Linked DNA regions of Sus scrofa: region 1 is linked to region 2. A link is a contact called in public Hi-C data. All regions are on one chromosome and are shown on one strand. The core of a region is the stretch at or near the end of the contact, and the rest is flanking DNA. Distances in the headings are between cores, read along the strand shown.

Region 1 (4,950 bases), core at 1,434-3,933, 46 kb after region 2:
CCCAGTGTGGGCAATGTGGCCTGTGAGGTCAGCACTGCCACGAGCAGCCTCTGCCTGATGCCCAGCTCCGTGCTGATGTAGCGGGTCCTGGGAAGGAGAAGAGGCACCAGGTTATTAAAAAGTTAACAGGGAAGTTCCCATCGTGGCGCAGTGGTTAACGAATCCGACTAGGAACCATGAGGTTGCGGGTTCGGTCCCTGCCCTTGCTCAGTGGGTTAACGATCCGGCGTTGCCGTGAGCTGTGGTGTAGGTTGCAGACGCGGCTTGGATCCTGTGTTGCTGTGGCTCTGGCATAGGCCGGTGGCTACAGCTCCGATTCGACCCCTAGCCTGGGAACCTCCATATACTGCAGGAGCGGCCCAAGAAATAGCAAAAAAAAAAAAAAAAAAAAAAAGACATAAAAAGTTAACAAGGGAGTTCCCATCGTGGCGCAGTGGAAACGAATCCGACTAGCATTCATGAGGACGCAGGTTCGATCCCTGACCTTGCTCAGTGGGTTAAGGATCAGGCGTTGCCATGACCTTTGGTGTAGTTTGCAGAGTCGGCTTCGATCTGATGTGGCTGTGGTGTAGGCTGGTGGCTACAGCTCTGATTCAACCCCTAGCCTGTGAACTTCAATATGCCGTGGGTGCGGCCTCAAAAAGCAAAAAAACAAAAACAAAAACAAAAAAAACCCAAAACAAAAAAGTTAACAGGGCTGGCAAAAGGCAGCATACATAGGCTCTGGAAGGTCACATCCTCTCTGGGTCTGTTTCCCTCACCTATCAGAGGATAAGAATAACAGCTCTCTCCCCGGGGACATGAGGATTTAAGTGAAATACTGGTCTTACCTACACACTGCTTTTGGGAGATGGCACTATCCAGGCAGAGATGAGAGATACACTGTGCGTCTGATTCCCTGTTTCATTACTTAATAGTTTGGTCCTTGAGCAAGTTACTAAACCCATCTGAGCCTTAGCTAGCCTCATCTGTAAACAGGGCTGATTGTTTCTTTAAAGCACTAAGCCAAATGCTTGGCATATAGGTATTCCACACATCATCATGTATATTCTATTCTTTCTTTCTCTCTCCCTGTCTCTCTCTCTCTCTTTCTCTTTGCTTTTTAGGGGCACATCTGCAGCATATTGAAGTTCCCAGGCTAGGGATCCAATTGGAGCTACAGCTGCCGGCCTATGCCACAGCCACAGCACAGCCACGTGGGATCAGAGCCTCGTCTGAGACCTATACCACAGCTCACAGCAATGCTGGATTCCCAACCCACTGAGCAAGGCCAGAGATCGAACCCGCATCCTCACGGATACCAGTTAGATTCGTTTCTGCTGCACCACAACGGGAAGTCGATGGATATACTTATTTCTAAATATATGGCATTATACCACAAATATGTCACACAAATGATGTAAAGGAATGAATAGCATAGACATGTAGTGAATGTGTTTGGGGAGCTCAGGGGTTCCAGGATCTTACCTTCCACAACACAGAAGGTAAGTTGCAGAACTGGAAATTGAACTCAGTGTTACTTAGGAGAAATTAGTTCAACTCACAGGCAGAGGCATTAATGGGATGGGTATATCACCCTTCCCCCAGGAACCTCAATACCTCCCCATCCAGGTCTCCACACAGGAATAAGAGAGGTAAATCCTAGTTCTCTCTTTTCTCTTTCCCTCTCTCTATACCAGTCTACACCCATCACCGAGCCAGGGAACTGAGGATCTCTGGGGGCCCGTGGTGTCAAGCAGGTTTAGGACAGAGGTGGGCAAGTTCTGCCCAGGCCTGGATGAGGCCCAGGGAGGCCTCAGATGGGCTCCACACCTCCCCGAGAAGCAGGGCTATCGGAAATTATCAGGGCCCAAAGACTTCCTGGCTAGCCAGCCCCTTCCTTCCGGAGCCTGACCCAGCCCCTGTCGGCCTCCACGGCGCGCCTGTCCAGGCCGGTTCACAGGGGGTGGGGCTGGCGAGTCTGATCCCTACCTGACGGCCTTTTTGGCGGCCTGGCCAGGCTGTGCGGGGTGATAGGGCAATACGCGCGGCTCCCAGTTCTCCACGGCTCCTGCGCCGGCCCCGGGCTTCTCGCGCTCTGCTCCAGGTTGCACCGAGTTGGGCCGGCGTGCCGCGTTTGTGTTGCCGCGCGGCGGCAGCTCAGAATCTCCGGGTTGGGGCGGGCCTGGGCCGCACGGCTCCTCCACCCAGGTGACGCTGAGCAGGCTCAGAGTGAAGCCCAGGGAGATGCCCACGGCCACTGGCCCTGCGGGCCGCAGCACCGACAACAGCAGCGATGCCCGCATGGCGCCAGGACCGCGGGCCCCGGGCCTCGGAGCAGCCCCAGAGCAGCTAGAGGAGGCTCCGAGGGGGCGGGACTGGGGAGGGGGCGGATCCAGAGGGCCCAGGGCAAGCAGGCGGGCCCCCCCACTCCGCGCCGAGCAGAGCCCGCGGTGCCAGTCGAATCCCCAGCGCTGCGTTCTGATCCCCTTCCAGCCGCAGCTCGGTACCGCTCACCGTCCCGGCGCTGGGCTCGGGAGCCTTAGCGGGGGCCGTCGCTGTCCGACGTGTCACTGGGAGGGCCCCGCCCCCGGGGTGTGGTCTCGGGCTCCAGCTACCGGAGAGGGAGGAAAAGGGGGAGGTTAAAGGGGAAGGACCCCCGGAAGTGCCCCCTCCTCAGTGCGGGAGAGGCAGACGCCGGGGGCGGAGTCGCCTAACCTCCTCTCGGCGTGGTTGGTGCGTCTCGGGTGACGTCAGAAGCAGCCCGCCCCTGCCTGGATGGTGCGCCCTGAGTGACGTCAGGAGCAGAGGCCGGAGCTGTCCATCAGCACCACAGGCCGCGGGCGGGCTCAGGGCATGGGGCCGCGGCTCTGGGGCAGCCCAAGCCCCTGCTCCCGCTCCTTTCCCTTTCCCAGGCCCAGCCCGAGTCCCCGAACGCCGCGGACCTGGAGTGCTAGCCGGTTTTGGAGGCGGAGCGGCGACGCTGCCGCGCAGGGACCGGTCCCTCCGGCCCAGCGGCCCCCTTCCCCTCACGGCGGACTTTTACCGGACCCAAGTCGGCTGGAGCCCCTGGCACCCTGCAACCCCGGACACGCCGGCTTCTGCACAGCCTCTTTCGCTCTGAAGCTCAGGTCGCCTCCGGCCCAGGTAGATCTTGGACAATCCCAGATTTAGCCGCCCACAGACCAGTCTTCTAGCCGCCTGCTTCTCACTGGCAGCACACTGACCTCATCTCCCCACAACCCAGTTACCCTTTTAACTTCATCCCAGCTCCCTCTAGCCGGGCACTTTTGTTTCCCTTTGTCTTTTGCCCCTTACTTCAGGGATGCTTCCAGAGCTGTGTGATGTGAGCACCACTCCTTTGTCCACTGTGTCCTTGCCTAGTTCTCCCACTCCCATTCTCACTCCATCGTGGTAGAGACCCAGGACTCCTCTTTGACCCCAACTTCCTCTCTGTCAGGCTGACCTGGGAGGGTGACTCCCTCTGTTCCCAGCACTATGCCAGGCACTGCGGCGACACTGCGGTTCCAGCTGCTGCCCCCCGAGCCAGATGATGCCTTCTGGGGTGCACCCTGTGAACAGCCCCTGGAACGCAGGTACCAGGCACTGCCGGCCCTCGTCTGCATCATGTGCTGTCTGTTTGGAGTCGTCTACTGCTTCTTCGGTGAGACCTCATCTCATCCCTCACTGGGGCTTCCCCACTGTTTCCCTAAGTTATTTTTCTGAGGCACCCTCAGCCTTCTTTAGAACTTTACCACCACCATAATAATTATCTTTCTTTTCTCTCTCTCTCTTTTTCCATCCCACAAATGTTTGTAGATAACTTAGACTCTAGATCCTAGAGAACACAGGTTTTTGAGTTAGGCATGCTTGAATTTGAACCTGGCTCTGCACCTTACTAATTGTGATGCCTTGGGCTCATTAACTGCTAAGGTCCAGTTTTCTCATCTGAACAGTGGGAAGAATGATACTTGTCTCACACAGGGTTGTTGCAAGAATTAGTAAGCACTGAATACATAATAGCTCTTGTGATGAAGATATGTTTGGGTTACTATGCTAGGTAGGCACTGAAAACATTTAGCAGGGTAAGTAAACATGGTCTCTTATCACCGAGCATATTGTCTGATGGGGGAAAGTCTTCTGAGCCATTTATGCCTGTGATACCTATTAGAGAGGAGCTAAATATTAGTCATACACATGGAAATGTGTGTCCAAAGCAGGTTCCAGTAATCAGGGCTGCTGCAAATAGTTGTCCAGGATGGATACTGCACAAGGGAGTTCAGCTGGATAGGCAAGTAGGGGCTGAAATCTAGCCCATGCTCCACTTACAGAACTCTAGACCTTGGCACAAGTCTGCTTTGCCTAGAGGAACTCAGTTTTTCCTAAATTGCACAAAAATGCCAAATGGTCTAGTGGACTAAATGCCCAGTGACTCCCCAGCAAGAAGATGTAGAAATTCAGAGAGTAGAGTTGGTCTTTTGGACTGGGCATCCAAGGAAAGCCTCCAGGTAGAGCATTATAGGTGGCTGGATGAAGTGCAAAGGAAGCTTGAAGTTCTGAGTTCCAGGTTGGGTAGAGATGGGGTGGGATATGTGGGGGGGACTTGTGCTGTGCAGACTTTATGCCTCCCCCTAGAATGGCTGCGTAGTAGGCAGGGATAGGAGCCAGATGGTCCCTCCTCTTCCACCCCCAACCTCTGGTCTGAACAACTGAAGAGTGGGCAGGAGGAAGAGCCCCTCTAAGGGTTCAGGACACATTGTAGATCTCCAAGGAGTCTGTGTCACCTCACCCCCTCCACTATTCATACCCGCTCCCTCTACAGTTGCTCAGTGCAGCTTGACATTCCCTCTCCTGGCTTCCTTGCCACCTTACGCTCTTGGAGGCTCCCACTCTCCCACTCTTGGATTCTCTGAGCCCTCGTGCATGCCCTACTCTTTCCGGCCCCCGAACCTCCCAGACTCTAATGCTTCC
Region 2 (4,596 bases), core at 440-2,939:
AACCCCTTCGGCCAGTGCTCCGACTCAGCGCGCATCCTCGTGGAAGGTAGGCGCGCTCTGGGTCCAGCGCCACTGTGCAGAGCTGCACGACCTAGCGGGCGCCCACAGCCGGGTCCAGCCAGGGTTTGAGCTCTGGTCTTTTGGCTCCCAGCCCAGGGCAATTTCCAAGGCACCACGAAATGTGTGAACATTCCAGGACTTTGACCTGCAGTATCTCGCTCTCTCTCTCTTTTTTAATATTTATATAATTATTTTTTTAATTTATTATAGTTGATTTACAATGTCCTGTCAATTTCTGCTGTATGTAGTATCTCTTTGGAGCCTTCATTCACTTCTGAGAGGGGCAGGATTAGTCCTGTTTGACAACTGAGGCGATGAAGCCCCAGAGAAGCTAAAGACTAGCCCAACGTCACACAGCGAGCTTAAATCCATCTCGTATTTAGAGCAGGGTAACAACCCGCCTCACCTCTAGGTCCCTCACTGGGGGGAGTTCCCTTTTCCTTCCTCTAGTCCCGGCGAAGATTAAGAAGGGGCCGGATAACACCAAGGCGCGCAAAGGCACCACGGTAACGCTGACAGCGGAGATCCTGGGCGAACCTGCGCCGGACGTGGGCTGGGCCAAGGAAGGCGTAGACTTCGATGAGGATGACAGGCGAGGCGGGGAGACTTGCCTCAAGGACAGCGCCTGGAGCGGGAGCTTGGGCGGGAGTTTGGGCGGGACCGGGCCCAGAAAATTGGCGGCAATGGGATGGGGGCGGGGCACTGGGAGGCAAAGAACAGAGCTGGTTAATTAGCCCGGCCTGGGAGCCTGTAAACTGACTCAAGGCCCTGCCCACCCTCTCTTCTCGCCCAGAGTGTTCTTCAAGATCGGCAGTACCACCACCACGCTGACCATCCGTCGGGCCACGCCAGAGGACAGCGGCAAGTACGAGGTGTAGTGGAGAACAGCCTGGGCATGGACCAGAGCTTTGCTCGCGTAGACGTGGCCTGAAAGGGACCCTCAGACCCTTCGCCCTGGCTCCAAGGCCCGGGGTGGGTGGAACCGACAATCCTCCTTCATCTTGCTTAATAAAGCTGCACTCCCTGAACCTCCGCGTCTGTTCTGTTCTTTCGAGACTCCATTGCCCCTGCCCTCGCACACACTCTTATTCCAAACCAACAAACCACGGTCACAGCATGTTGGGGTCAGAATATTTGGAGAGGGTCTCGTCCAGCGCTTCATTTTGCAGACAGTAAATCTGAGATAAGATTTCTCTCATGGCCAAAAGTTGGTTCACTTCACAAACGCACTGGCAGAGAAGTCCATGACTTCGCCTTCCCTTCTTTGTATACCTCAAGCCCCACCCTTTCCTGGGGGGGTAGGCACTCTGGCCCCTCCCATTTCAAGGGTGGACACACCCACTCAGGTCTCCAGACTTGCTCTGCCCTGTAACTTGGCTCTCGGTTTTGGCTGCTATCCCTGGGCCCTTTCCCAGACAGCTCAGGTCCTCTTCTTCCTAAATTCCAACCACTGCTTCTCAGGCCCCACCTTGCTTCACTATTAAACCCGGCCCCTCAATCCCTTGGCCACGCCCCCGTGATCTCCCTTAAGTCCCACCTCCTATCGCTCGGTTGGAAAGCGAGGAACTATTAGGAACTACAATTCCCAGAAGACTTCGCGAAGGAGTTCTCGCGAGTTGCGAGAAGACACGTGCGCGGAAGGAGCAAGCAGCAGCGGGCCACAAATCTGGCAAAAGAGAGCTAGTGGTAAAGGGAGCTGGTGAAGGGGTGGTGTAAGGGGTAGAGGGCCGGGCACGGCCGGTTGACAGAGCGACTCTGATCGCTCTCCGCACTTCCGCTCTGCTGGGTCCCACAACTCCTCGCTACGCGAGGCTAGGGCGTTTGTTAGACAGAGTCAGTTGTGGGGTTCAGAGGGTCAGCAGTCAGTCCAGAGATTCAGTACTTGTCACTTTCGGTACTCAGGGAGTTGGTAGGTTCAGTGTTTGGGATGCCAAAGAAATCCGTCTTTTGATTCAGAGTTCATCATCTAAAGGTTAGTTTTAGGTTTCAGGGATTTTTGCTGGGATTTGGGATGCATCAGATGTGGATCAGCGTTAGTTCAGTACTTAGGATTCATTCTTAGGGTTGTAGTTAAATATTTGGAACTCACTTAGGATATGAGGTTCAGTATTCATGGTTCACAATTGGGGTTCAGGGCTTAACATCTAGAAGGAGGATGCAGTAATGGGGACTCTGTGGGTTTGGGTTTACAGGGTGGTGTTTTTTGAGATTTGGATCTGAGAAGGCATATCTTGCTGAGTTTCTGAGGTTGCTGAATTTGTGACCAGAGGGAAGTCTGTTAGGGGCCAAATGGGGTGTGAATTTCAGAATTTGGTGGGATCACTGTGGGATTTGAAGGCCAGCTGGAATCTGGGTGGGATTTGAGATTTGTGGGACTTATGAGTTGATGTGTCCAGGGCAGGGCTGTACAGGAACTTCGGATTTACAACCTTGGAGAGGACTAAAGGTTGCCGTTTAGGGTTTGGGGTTTGGTTGGGGTGTGAGTCTGGTTCCTGGATTGGGGTGTGAGATCTGAGCCTGACTTTGTTGGGATTTGAGGTTTAGGTAGCAATCGACATCATGCTGAAAGCTGTGATCCTGATTGGAGGCCCCCAAAAGGGTGAGGAGCCAGGGGAATGGGGGAAGGAGGTTGGGCTGGAGTGGTTGATGGGGTGGGGGCAGAGGGAGAAAGGAAGCTGAAATTTGCTTCTTTCTTCTCTCCCAGGGACTCGCTTCAGGCCCCTGTCTTTTGAGGTGCCCAAACCCCTGTTTCCTGTGGCGGGGGTCCCTATGATTCAGCACCACATTGAGGCTTGTGCCCAGGTAATGCCAGAGGCTTCCCTCTCCCACCTCCCTTCCTGCTCATCTTCATGCCATATAGTCCCCTTTCCCAGCTGTAACCTTCCCATGAGGCATAACTTCAGGGACCGCCATTTAACAAATGACAGTGTGAATGGCGCCCCCAGGAGTTGTGCAGTGCAACTGCCCTGCTGTCTCCCCCTAACCTGGTCTCTCTTCTGGCCGTGTGCTTAGATTTCACTCCTGTTTTTAAAGCATGGACTGTGAGATCAGGCAGGAACTTAAGAGACAGATTAACACTGTAGCTTAAAGCACAGAACTCATACCCTCGCTCACCGTGGAGCTAATTTCTTTGTCACTTTTGGTATTGGGACAGGCAAGGTTTCATTTGAATCCAGTTCTCTGCCTGCTCTAAAGACTTGAGCTAATTTCCCACCCTTTTTGAGTCTTAGTTTTCCTTATTTGATGATGGGACTTCCCGTTGTGGCTCAGTGGTAACGAACCCGACTAGCACCCATGAGGACGCAGGTTCAATCCCTGGCCTCGCTCAGTGGGTTAAAGGATCCAGCATTGCCGTGAGCTGTGGTGTAGATCGCAGACGCGGCTTGGATCCCACATTGCTGTGGCTCTGGTGAAGGCTGGCAACTGCATCTCCGATTCAACCCCTAGCCTGGGAACTTCCATATGCCGCAGCTGTGGCCCTAAAAAGCAAAAAAAATAAAATAAAATGGGAGTAATTCGACCTGCTTTGTGGGGTGGCGAAGCTTGCAATGATGTTTGTAAAGTGCCTTGTACAAGTAGGCACGTGATAAATGGTATCCTCCCCTCAAACTAGATTGACAGATAATCGACATGGGAAGGTGGGATGAATGGATGCTTACTTAACACGGCTTGGTAATCAAAAATCTTTCCTAGGGTGAGCCCCAATTCAGATATGAGGGGACAGGGGGTAACAGAGTAATAAAACAGTAAAAGATCGGGGGCAGAGACGTCCTCCAACCTCCTCATTGTCCAGAGGGAAAAGCAGGCCAGAGTGGTAAAGTGAGTCCCCAGGGGCCCCACAGCTGAGAACGAAACTGTGGTCACCAGACTTCTGGGCCAGGATCAGGGACTTCTCCCTCCTGTCATTCCCTTCTATCGGGTATTTTCCTCTCCCAACCTCTTCCCTTGTCCCCAGGTCCCTGGGATGCAGGAGATCCTGCTCATTGGCTTCTACCAACCTGATGAGCCCCTTACCCGGTTCCTAGAAGCCGCGCAGCAGGAGTTTAACCTTCCAATCAGGTGTTTGTGGGCACGTGATGTATGGGGGTCAGGGGGCAGTGCCCTAAACCTGGGTTCTCAGGGGTGGGGTTGAGTCAGTTTGCTGGACTGCACCCGCACACACTAGGAGGGTCCTTTTTGGGGTCTCTGAATCCCTGAGGGTATTGAGTTTCTCTGTGGGCCTTGGACAGGTGTACCCCTGGGAGCAGGAGGAGTTAGGTGCCCAGGCTTGTGCCGTCTCCTCTGATCTCACTGAGCTGGCCTGGGGGGCCCTGGGGACAGGTACCTGCAGGAATTTGCCCCCCTGGGCACAGGTGGTGGTCTCTACCATTTCCGGGACCAGATCCTGGCTGGAGGCCCCGAGGCCTTCTTTGTGCTCAACGCTGATGTCTGCTCCGACTTCCCCTTGAGCGCCATGCTGGATGCCCACAGACACCGGCCTCACCCCTTCTTGCTCCTTGGCACCACGGTGAGGGGCCCAGGAGGGCTGGAGGATGC

Evidence for each region. Hi-C and Micro-C count contacts between places; a contact is called where the count stands out from the background.
Region 1: a contact with region 2 is called in a Hi-C map of liver, with 3 times the contacts expected there. The contact joins the promoter of CHPF here to the promoter of GMPPA in region 2. A contact is called at or near these places in 2 of 5 promoter capture datasets (fetal liver and liver), 6 of 47 Hi-C or Micro-C datasets (fetal liver, heart right ventricle, liver and 2 more) and 1 of 2 datasets of contacts at active chromatin or transcription factors (skeletal muscle).

Annotation. Positions count from the first base shown.
Region 1 is chr15:121,550,907-121,555,856 of Sscrofa11.1, forward strand. It overlaps CHPF (chondroitin sulfate synthase 2), which reads right to left and starts at 2,684. Exons shown (of 4, transcript XM_003359649.4): 1 at 1,972-2,684; 2 at 1-87. The coding sequence starts at 2,285. It overlaps TMEM198 (transmembrane protein 198), which reads left to right and starts at 2,780. Exons shown (of 5, transcript XM_021076309.1): 1 at 2,780-3,126; 2 at 3,440-3,643. The coding sequence starts at 3,478.
Region 2 is chr15:121,505,871-121,510,466 of Sscrofa11.1, forward strand. It overlaps GMPPA (GDP-mannose pyrophosphorylase A), which reads left to right and starts at 1,690. Exons shown (of 14, transcript NM_001244657.1): 1 at 1,690-1,746; 2 at 2,605-2,659; 3 at 2,765-2,862; 4 at 4,016-4,119; 5 at 4,381-4,567. The coding sequence starts at 2,620. It overlaps LOC102159110 (CAVP-target protein), which reads left to right. Exons shown (of 6, transcript XM_005672245.3): 3 at 1-46; 4 at 511-652; 5 at 854-933; 6 at 936-991. The coding sequence ends at 991.